Linked DNA regions of Drosophila melanogaster: region 1 is linked to region 2. Evidence: chromatin contacts called from public Hi-C data. All regions are on one chromosome and are shown on one strand. The core of a region is the stretch at or near the end of the contact, and the rest is flanking DNA. Distances in the headings are between cores, read along the strand shown.

What was found. Hi-C and Micro-C count contacts between places; a contact is called where the count stands out from the background.
Region 1: a contact with region 2 is called in a Hi-C map of the Kc167 cell line, with 2.1 times the contacts expected there.

The regions. Positions count from the first base shown.
Region 1 is chr2L:17,382,659-17,387,412 of dm6, forward strand. It overlaps Lrch (Leucine-rich-repeats and calponin homology domain protein), which reads right to left and starts at 1,457. Exons shown (of 7, transcript NM_165212.2): 1 at 812-1,457. The coding sequence starts at 1,124. CLIP-190 (Cytoplasmic linker protein 190) reads left to right here and starts at 2,042. Exons shown (of 17, transcript NM_165213.5): 1 at 2,042-2,181; 2 at 2,786-2,837; 3 at 2,903-3,237. The coding sequence starts at 2,973.
Region 2 is chr2L:15,262,054-15,267,629 of dm6, forward strand. yuri (yuri gagarin) reads right to left here and starts at 2,174. Exons shown (of 12, transcript NM_165106.5): 1 at 1,717-2,174; 2 at 1,279-1,611; 3 at 917-1,075; 4 at 322-573; 5 at 17-251. The coding sequence starts at 2,073. It overlaps Cul3 (Cullin 3), which reads right to left. Exons shown (of 11, transcript NM_165111.3): 6 at 5,477-5,576; 7 at 5,300-5,414; 8 at 5,092-5,234; 9 at 4,743-4,966; 10 at 4,543-4,681; 11 at 3,192-4,473. The coding sequence ends at 4,321.

The DNA.
Region 1 (4,754 bases), core at 207-2,706, 2.1 Mb after region 2:
TCTGTTCGAGGGTAGCAGCAGCTGTGAGAGGGGGCGGGGTCCTGCGAGAGGGCGGTGAATTTTCTGGGTGGGTATTTCCCATTTACTATTTCTCCGCTGGTGCATATTTTTTGGTCCTAACAAAAACGAAAGTTGGTTGAACTTCGACAAAATTTTCGTGCCGGCTGCGGCGAAAATAAAAATAAATAAGGATAACACGAATAGTGCAAAGTGGCGAAGAGCGAATAACGGCGGTAATTATTGTCCTTGAGCGCAGTCCGAAAAGGGAGAGAATGGGAGAGCCGCAGAGAGAAAGAGCAGCTGATGGGAGGACAGAAAAGGAGGAAAAGGATGAACCTCCGACGGCTGCTGCAAATTATTGATTTTCAAGCAACAAAAGGAAAATTCGCCACTGCAATGGAGATGGAAAAACTTCGTTAGCTCACCGGCAACAAACCTCCTTTGCTTAAATGCCGCACCCTAAAGGTATACACATACGCCAAACATTTTCGATAAGCAACTAATTTAATTGCTTTATCAGTACTTGTACATATGTAAACTCTACTTTTACTTTTTCTGACGTCAAAAGAAAACTTTATAACTAACAATTTTCTAATCAACTTTAATACCATTTAACTTTGTAATATAAAAATGTATGCTTTTTCCAATAAAATGTTATTAACTTCGTACATTAAGTATTATTAAGAACAGTTTAAACTTTACTTAGGAAGTAATGAAAACCCAATTTTTTCCGGAGCTACGAAACCGGCTTGAAGAACACCTTTTCTTTGTTCTCCCTTACGAATATACACTATACAATAGCGGTACGCACCTGCGATGACAGTGTCGGTAAGTGAGTACTTCGTTCCAGTCCTGGGAAAGTCCTTCAGCTTGCGATTGGTCAGGATCAGTTCGCCGCTGAAGTGCGCTTCTTCCAGGATTCTTTCCAGGGAGCGCGTCAGCTGGGAATGACTAAGCAGGGCAGACGAGGTGGAGGAGGAGGTGTTTCCAGCGTGGCCTATTCCAGATCCCGATCCTGTTCCAGATCCTGGAAGGGAAGCCGACCCGCTGCCGATGGCGCTGCCAGCGGCGCTGCCGACGCCGACTGCGACGCTATGTAGGCGTTGGTAAACCGTTGCTGCCATTTCCCGTGTAGGCGTGGCGACACTTCCACACACTTGCACACACACACGCACGCGCTAAACTATCACACCGATAAGGAAACGGAGTGAAGTGCCGAAAGAAACCGAAACTGGAAACTAAATTTGCTCTATTGAAACGCACGCATCTCGATTATTTTTCATTTAGTGTACGTCTTCTTGGCTCATTGATAAGATTTCTCGGAATTGGATTTTCCTTTTGCGGCTTCCTTCTTGCTTCCTCTTCTTTGCCTCCTCGCACACACGCGCACTCACACACGCACAAGCTCACGCAGCAGACGAGCGACAGTGCACAACGAAAATCGAAAAACAACTGAATCGGTTTATGGGATGCTACTTGGGCAGCGCTGGAAACGTTGCTGTTAGTTTAAAATCGGCGTGCCTTTGAGTACTATCGATAAAATACCACAGTGCGCCGATGATACACTGGCTCCATTTTTATCGCAATTCGAAATGTCAACAATCTTACATTTTATAATGTAATGTAATGTTTGTTTATTCAGAATGATCTACCGTTTAGCATTTGCCCCTTCAAATTTAGGGCATTATTAGATTACTGAGTCGTTATTACACCGAAACATTTCATATAACTACTTAAAGAAAAAATGAACAAATGACCAGGTAACCTGGTATTGGAACCCGGCAATAAACTGGTTGAATATTAAAAAACCATGTTAGACTAAATTATAAATTCGTTAATTTGTCAGTTGTGTGGGCTCAGATCACAAATCTGAATAAGCTCAGCGACGCTTCCATTATTGGTGACATAATTTCATATTTTACATATTTATATTCACGAATAAATATTCGCCAATTTCCTACAGGGTGTTTTTGTATGACCGCATTACTCTAAAAATACCTCGGGAAAATATAGCCGCAACTATCGATTGGCGCGCTGCACTGGAGCTGTGCTACCATCGCTAACTCAGTGCAACAACAAAATTCCAACGCAACGCCAACTAAGTGCAAAAAAAATCTAAAATTTGTGTAAAATTGTAAAATCCCAATCGCGTATATTTCTAAATCGTATTCGCACAGCACAGTATGTAAAGCACTCCAGTTTATTTAAGTACTGTGTGTGTGTGCGGTAAACACACACCAATAAGAGTGCGTTTTCGCGTCCCTTTTCCCACCCTCTTCTAATGGTTCCCTCTTCTATAACTGTGTCAAATCAGCAGCAACAATAAAATATAGAACAGAGCTACAGCGTGCGTGTGTGTGTGTGTGAAATGCACAAATTGATAAGCAATTTGATTCAATTTAATCTTGTTTAAGTCTGATGAATATCAGCGCAAGCAGCCCAACACAAAATTATAAATAAAAAGTTACGAATTTATATAAATAGAATACCCTTGAGTGATTTTGTTAGTCGCATAAAATTAATTCAATACATATTTGTGTTCCGCATTTTTTGAAAATATAACGAAGTTCTGGCCAACGAGAGCAACAACAAAAAGCGGTCTTGTTTGTTTTTCAAGCTCAACGAAAAAAAGAAGAAAAGAAATCTGCTCTCAGTCAGCTGTTTTAAAGCAGCCGCCTAAGTGCGAGTGAGATAGCTGCCTGCGCGCCAAAATAAAGCAACAACAAAAGTGGAACAGTGGTTCAAAACCTAGCTAAAAATAAAAAAAATCCATTTATTTTTGTAGCAAAAATATAAAATAAAAGCAAATTAAGCGAATTATACATATATTTGTTAAGGTAAGTGATCAGCATTCCATTTATTTTACCAAAAATTATTCTTTTGCACTTGTTTTTCCCCCAAGTTTTTTAAATCGTTTACTTTTAATACGCGTGTGTCCTAATAAGTGAAGATTATTAAGAATAAAGTAAAAAATGAGTGATGATACGAGCGCTTCGGGCGGGACAAGTGCCCCTTTTCCATCGCCAGTTACTGCGGACCCGGAACCAGGAGCCACTGCCTCCAAATTACCGGGTCCCATCAGATCCAATATTCCCACGCCCGCTACTTCTGGTACCGGAATCCCGCAGCCCAGCAAAATGAAGGCACCATCTAGTTTTGGATCGACGGGTTCTGTTTCCAAAATCGGAAGACCGTGCTGCAATCACACAACTCCCAAATCCGGTCCACCACCAAGAGGTAAGTCTAATCGCATTGTGCAACAACGCAAACCAGTTAGTATTATTGCTCAAAGCAAATATGTTACTAAGAGCAGTATTTTTGAAAGTAGTTAAAGGTCTTAATTATCCCCTGGGTTTAATTATCATCCATTTTACAAGCTAGAATTTAAAGCAAGATGAAATTAAAACACATCTGAACACCAATGGGAATTCAACCAGAGCCCCTTTGAAAATCTTGTCAGTGCATTGTCACATACATATTAACATCTTAACAAAGAACATTAATTTCACAATTCAAGAAAAGGGGTTTTTACCGATTTCCACTTTTATACGCGAGTTCTTCACTTATAAAACAGTTGGAAGAAGTCTGATAATTGAATTGCTCTCCGGAAAATATCGCAGTAAAATATGTTTCAATAGTATAGCCCACCACTATACTATCACCAAGTACTCATGAAGGTTAATATTAAAAAATGTACCCACATTCAAATGGGAAAACAGAAACCCAAAAAGAATGGTGAGTTTAAATAATGCACTTTTAAGTTTGACATTGTAAAGGGGTCATTTCATCAAGTTTACTTACTCTCTACCCTCAATACCCGAGATTTGACTACTTTTGTGTTTGCATCTTTGGCTCAAGCAAGTCAAGCATCCGCCTACATATATATATGTGCACCCACAAGATGTAGATTGCTGTATACTATAAGCGAATGCAATGATCTAATGGAAACGATGACAGACCCACTCACTTGCTAAATATATACATACATATACGCTGACCCCACCCCATTTGAGTGCACTTTTTGCACTACATTGAACTTGCAATTATTTCGGCGAGAACTCGCGTAGTTAGTGTAAATTCTTCTCTAAAGAGAAACCATTAATAATTCCCAGCGTCAACTGTTTCGTTTGGTAAACAAATGCTTCACTTCTTTCAATTATTTAATCGTTTTGAAACACCAACGCACAATTCAAAAATAAACAAAACAAATTGCCGCCCACTCTTAACTCTCGATCATAATTATAGAGCTGCCCCGAAAAGTGTTTTTGGTAAGGAGAATTATGGCCAATTAGGCAAGTGCTGCTACCATTTAATTGATCCGCCCAATGTGGCTCATTTCAGGCACGTAACCGCACCGCAGTCGTCAACATACGACGACCCACTGGCCCATATAGCAAACGATCTGCCAAACGATCCATGGATCGATTGACGGGTTTTCTATTTCGCCGGCACACACGTTCCATATCCGATTGACAGTCGCAATGCAACCGCAAAATCGTAGAAATTTATTCCCTGTAAATTTACCCAAAAACACAAAAATTTGTAATGTTTAGGGTTACAGAAAAAACTGAGTCACGAGGTGTATTTAATTTGCATCCATAGAAATAGTTTACACGGCGCTATGTGCACTGTGATCATTTAGATTATCACTTTGTATTAGATTGGTTTTGTAACTAGTTTGTTTGCCCATTTATACATTATTTTTAAAATCGTTTATTGGTCGTTTATTGCACATAATTATTAAACCTATTTCA
Region 2 (5,576 bases), core at 924-3,423:
AATCGGATATACCCACTTTTCGACTCGGTGTCCAGGCGCTGGTACTTTCCGTGCAGTTCTCGATTAAGTTGGCTAAGGTTGAGCAGGCGTCTACGTAGAGCTTCCAGCATCTGAGCATCCGCGTCCAGATCACAGGGCCCTGATTCGGGATCAACGGAGATTAGGCAGGATTGATCGAGGTCTGACTGAAGGATTGTCAGATGACTACGAATGCTCTCGAGTTTTTTCAGAGTGTCCTCACGCTCGGATACCTTTGATTAAGAAGGGTGTAATTAATGAGGATATGCTAAAGCTCAGAAATATGTAAGTCGAATCCCTCACCAGTTTTTCGATAAAGCAGGACACACGTTTTCGCCGAATCTCAATGGTCTGGAACTCCTGTTTGTTGTGCAGATCGAGAAGATCATTGAGCTCCGCGTTTAGCAGCCGCAGCATTTCGCTCTCCTGGGTGTCGTGGATCGAGAGATTCTCGAGCATATCGCTTGTAATCGCGTCCGCGGTCAGTGTATCGTTGGGCGATTCCTCCATTTTGGCCTGATCTCTGGACTCAATGCACCGGGTGATCTCGTGCAGCTGTTTTCACGGTATTTGGAATGTTAAAAAAAAGCTAGTTAGAAAGTTTCGATGTGCTTTTTGATTGAATACACTGAAAATTTTACCAAGAAATTCGGTATTTCACTAAAAAGATACTCGATTAGGTTTTCGATTGTACGCTTAAGCAGCCGATTAAGCGATAAGAAAAGTATTCCAATGAATCTATAATTAAACTGAGCTCAATAATGAGTAACGTCACCTGACGACGATGATGTTTTTGTTTTTTGTTTTTAAAACAACGAATTGAATAAATTCCTTCCATAAGCACACAATGCACATATGCAGATTTCTGGTTGAGTAATGCCACAATAGGATATCTCACCTGTTGATTGAGCTGTGCTATGCACTGATCCTTCAAAAGTAACTTCTGCCTGGCCGTGTGTACAACCTCGTCCAAGGCATTGATCTGTGACTTCAGTTCGCCGATCTCGTCATGCTTGGCGGCTATCTCGCCGACTAAGGACTTCATGCTCTCGGACATCTGCGAACAAAGTTAAACGCCAATCAAAGCCAAGCATTAAATATCGATGAACAAAATATCAAATTTTATTAAGAGCAGCACAAAATATACGTATTTAGTTAGCGAGACAATCATTTAGAGTTCTCGCGCTTGTGGGACGACTTCGGGTCCCACTTGACATTGGAATCACCGCCGCCTTTTCCCTTCAAGGATCTATGGCCTACCTTCTCGCTCTCGCATTCCGCGTGGGCGGGATCCTTTCCCACGCCCCGCAATTGATTAACGGTCAGTGTCTCTAGGGAAATGCCATTGAAATCAAAGTCGGTGCAGTGAGGAGAATGCTGCACGCGTTCTATGATCGCACAAATGTCCTCACGCAGCCTACGATTCTCCTCGAGGGTATGCTGTTGTCGCACTTGGACAGACTGACAGCAGGCAACGATCTTGCTGTACGCCTCCTTCTCCAAGTCCGACACGTTGCCCAGGATCACGCTGTTCACGTGGAGCAGGAAATCCACCCACTCCTGAAAAGTGACCAGACGCAACTGGCAAGTGTGCTAAAAGGGTATGAAAATGGGTCATATAAAATAATTTATCTCAAGGGGGATTTTGCTAGGAATTAGTTTCAATGGATACCATCCTTGATTTACAACGAATCTCACCATGTCATCACCCTCGTGCTCATCTAGGCAGTCAATCTCGTCCAGCCGCTTCAGAAATATGCTGTTCAGCTCAAAGCTCATATCGCCAGCATCGCCGTTGGTATCCCGCAGCTTCTGGATCAGACAGCGGTAATGTTCGGTGGACATCGCCTCGGTGCTGGCAGTGCACCGATCAGGAGATGAGGCTTTTAGCGTCGATTCTTGATGTGGATGCGAGGCACTCGTTCCGGTTGGCTGCACTTGCCGACACATTTGACTGGCAGATGATGGTGGTGGCGGTGGCGATGATGCAGGTCTCGACGGATTCAGACCCATGGACTTGGCGTCTAGGACGAAACCGGCTTGGCGACTGGCCATGATATCAATTCAAAATGTAATTACCACGTTCTTCTTACTAAGAGCTGATTTAGTCGGCCAGGGAATAGCTTGTGTAATTAGACATGAGTATGACTTTAAGGTTTCTACATCGAAACGTTCACTTCGAAAGCGGCAATCTCAAGGCACTGCTGATCGGAAAGATCGAATGCAGTTCTCCTCGCCTTCAACTGCACGCAAATCGCAAATCACAAATCACTCACGAAAGTACAAAAATCACAACAAAAAACACTTGTAAAGTTGTAAGCTTATTAAAAACAACACAAAAATGGGCGGAAAAAAAAATAAAAAATAGAGAAAATATATCTGATTCGAACCTTGGCGGCGACGTCAAGAGCAGCTCAGCGCGCTGCGTTCATATCTTTTGTTTGCAGTCTTCTGACGTAGCAATGTAGTTTTGTTTATTTATATTTTTCTTGTTTTTGAGCTACACACACGCGTATTAAGTATACGGTTTCAGCATGTTGTTGTTTTTATTTCTTGCCACGATCCAAATACCGCGCGTTTCGTCTGCGCTCCGTTCGCGATCGCCAACGAAACCGAACTGAGCGCTCCGCTCCACACACTCGCTCCCCACCACCACCGGCCAAGAGCGGCTCTCTAGAGAGTTGAAAAACTCGACGGACTCTCAGCGCTTATCAGTGCGTCGGGGAATCGAATTGGATCGCTGCGTGTGTTTACCCAAGAACTTAGCATTCTGAATTTCTGGCCGGGCTCACGATATACATATGTATGTATGTATCTTACACAATATGCGAAAGTCATCGCTGTTTGCCCAAGTTGCGGTTTCGGGGTTCTGCCAATTTCGTATAATTGTTAACTCATCCGGTGTATATTTGCCCATGGATAAGTTTGTTTGGTCGCATTGATAACTCCGATATGGTCGTTCAACGCGGTTACACAATAGCTGGAAAAAAGCTGCAAAAACCATGAATTTTAAAGATTAAGAACTAAAAAATTTCGAATGATTCAGAGAATGATTATGCCAATCCTTAAGTCTTATTGCCCATCCCAAATTTTACACGATTAGCACAATATGTTGGGCACCAATTGAAAACAGTAGATTTTTTGCAGATTTAAATTGTTACCAAGTTCGTTTTATTGTACAGGCGAATAAAAGCATTTCATTGAAAATATTTTAAAATCCTTTTAAAAGATAGACAACAACTGTGTTAACGCTCATTATACGTTTTATTTATATCGATTTCTCTTTTATGTAAGAACAAAATTTATTTACAGTGTTTAGATCGCGTTTGCTTGCTTCCGTTTTCGTGCTTTCGGTTCGGCGTTAAATTGTTTTTCAAAATCAATTCTATGTGTGTCCTACTTAACTCAAATCCATTACAGAAGTGTTGCCTACATATGCCTGGAATCGATTCCCACATATCAACTAATAGATAAAACAACTTTTTCGTACAGATTATCATAATCACTTCACGTTGCTTTGGGCGTACACAAAAAATGAAGATAGAGGAATATGAATAGTCATTGCAATCCTTACGTTCTGTTCACACGCATCTCAAAACGTGGGATGAATGTTTTTATTTGGATTGAAACAGACGACGTATAAATGTACATCAAACGCTCTCTAAAATTCATAATTCATTTATAAATTTATTACTTTAGCTATATTTATAGTTATTAATATTTTCTTGCTTATATTTCTGTTGTTGCTTCTTTACCTTTTTACTCAGCTGCTTACAATTAGGGGCTGCATTATGCATTATTTCTCTTATCTTGCTTTGCGTACGATTCTTGTGGGTGGATGTGGTGTGTGTGGTTGTGGCTCTGAATGGGGTGGTGGTGGAGCAGGTGTGTATGTGGTTGTTTGGGCTTACTGCTATACACTTGTTATGCGCAAAGAAATGACCATAAACAGTAATTAGAGAATATCAAGAAATATATTAGAGGGATAATAATTATGGTGGTGCCTTATCCAATAGCATTTTTAACTGTTGAATTTTGAATGTCAGGCTTACAAAATGGGTTGCGAAACGAAATTTTACGATTCGGGGCGCACTAATTGATATATTTATGTATTCGGGTTATTGGCTGGCGGTCATCTATAATCGTGGTCAGTATCCGCCATATCAATGCCGCTCGTATGCTCAGGCCATTCCGTCCGAGCTGCAGATTGTGTTTTTCAGTTAGTGTGCAAGCCCTGGCGATTTGAAGATGAGTGTGTTCCGGATCCTGCTTAAGACGCTCCTGCTACTTTTTGTGGGCCGCTTAGGCCAAGTAGTTGTACACTTTGCGATCTTCCGGCGATCGTTGCAGATACTCGCGCTCGATTAGGCCCTCAATGCGCTTTTTGATAAACACGGGCGAGGGCAAGAAACGCGACTTTAGCTGCGACGTCACATCTGATACTAGCAAGTTGTGCTAAGAAAATAAAAACAGGAATCATGGTTAAATCACAATCCAACCAGATAGCAAACGTATAATACTTACAGCCAGACGCTTGCGGGCCTTCATTATGCGCACAATAGCCGCTTCGATCTCGTGCTTACGATCCTCGTCGACCTTTCCGCGCGTTTCCTTACGCTCTGGCTCTGATTCTCCCTTGGCGGCTACCGTTTGTATCTTCACCCTAAAATAGTTTCGATATTATTACCAGGCGCCGTTCTTTCGCACTGAAAGTAATATCTAACCTGTGGAACTTGGAGTTGAAGGCGTCGTTTACGTAAAACTCATCCGTGGGCTCAATGTCCTTAGTTTTCGTTTTAGAATTGCGTACTAACAAACGCTGAGCGGGTTTGCCCATGGACAACGATTGTAGTGCTCGGACGAGCTCCCGTTCCGGTATATCGGTCTCCTGGTGTATGTCATCGTAGGTGAGCACGTCGCGGTTATTAAACAGCAGTAGCACACACATCTAATTTTGGATTATGAAATACATGTTAAATGTTTAGTTAAATATTTTTTTCAGATCAATGAAATAAAGCTGCTTCTGCTAAATAAAATTCGGAGGTGTACGAACTAAAAGATATTTTAGCTTACCTGGTACGTGGACACTTGCAATATGTGCTTGCGTGTGGTGGTGGGCACCCCACAGCCGCTTGAACTGGAGCTGGGTGCATCTTTATCCTTTTCACTTTCAACTGCCTTGCGGCCATAAAACACAGCGTTGATATAGGCGGTTCCTATTCGAAGGGGAAGGCATAAATACAGTAGTTGCTTAAAAAAGAAGATCATTTAAGTAGCTAACCCATTTGTGGCTGTAACGTCAATTGACGTCCTGAGTGCTTATTTAGATAGAAGTTCTTGAAAATGTCAAAGGCTTCACGCGGAGCGGCGGGTATATTGCAGTTCGGAGTTGCTGTCTGTTACGGAAATTGAAGATAAGTTAACCTATTCACATAATTATGGAACAATTTAAGCTTACCTGTGTGGGCCAAAAACCAGTGGTTAGTATGCGTACCGTTAGCTCCACACCGCCAAGGGATAAATTGTTATTATTTACAAAGTTCTTAAACTCATCCATG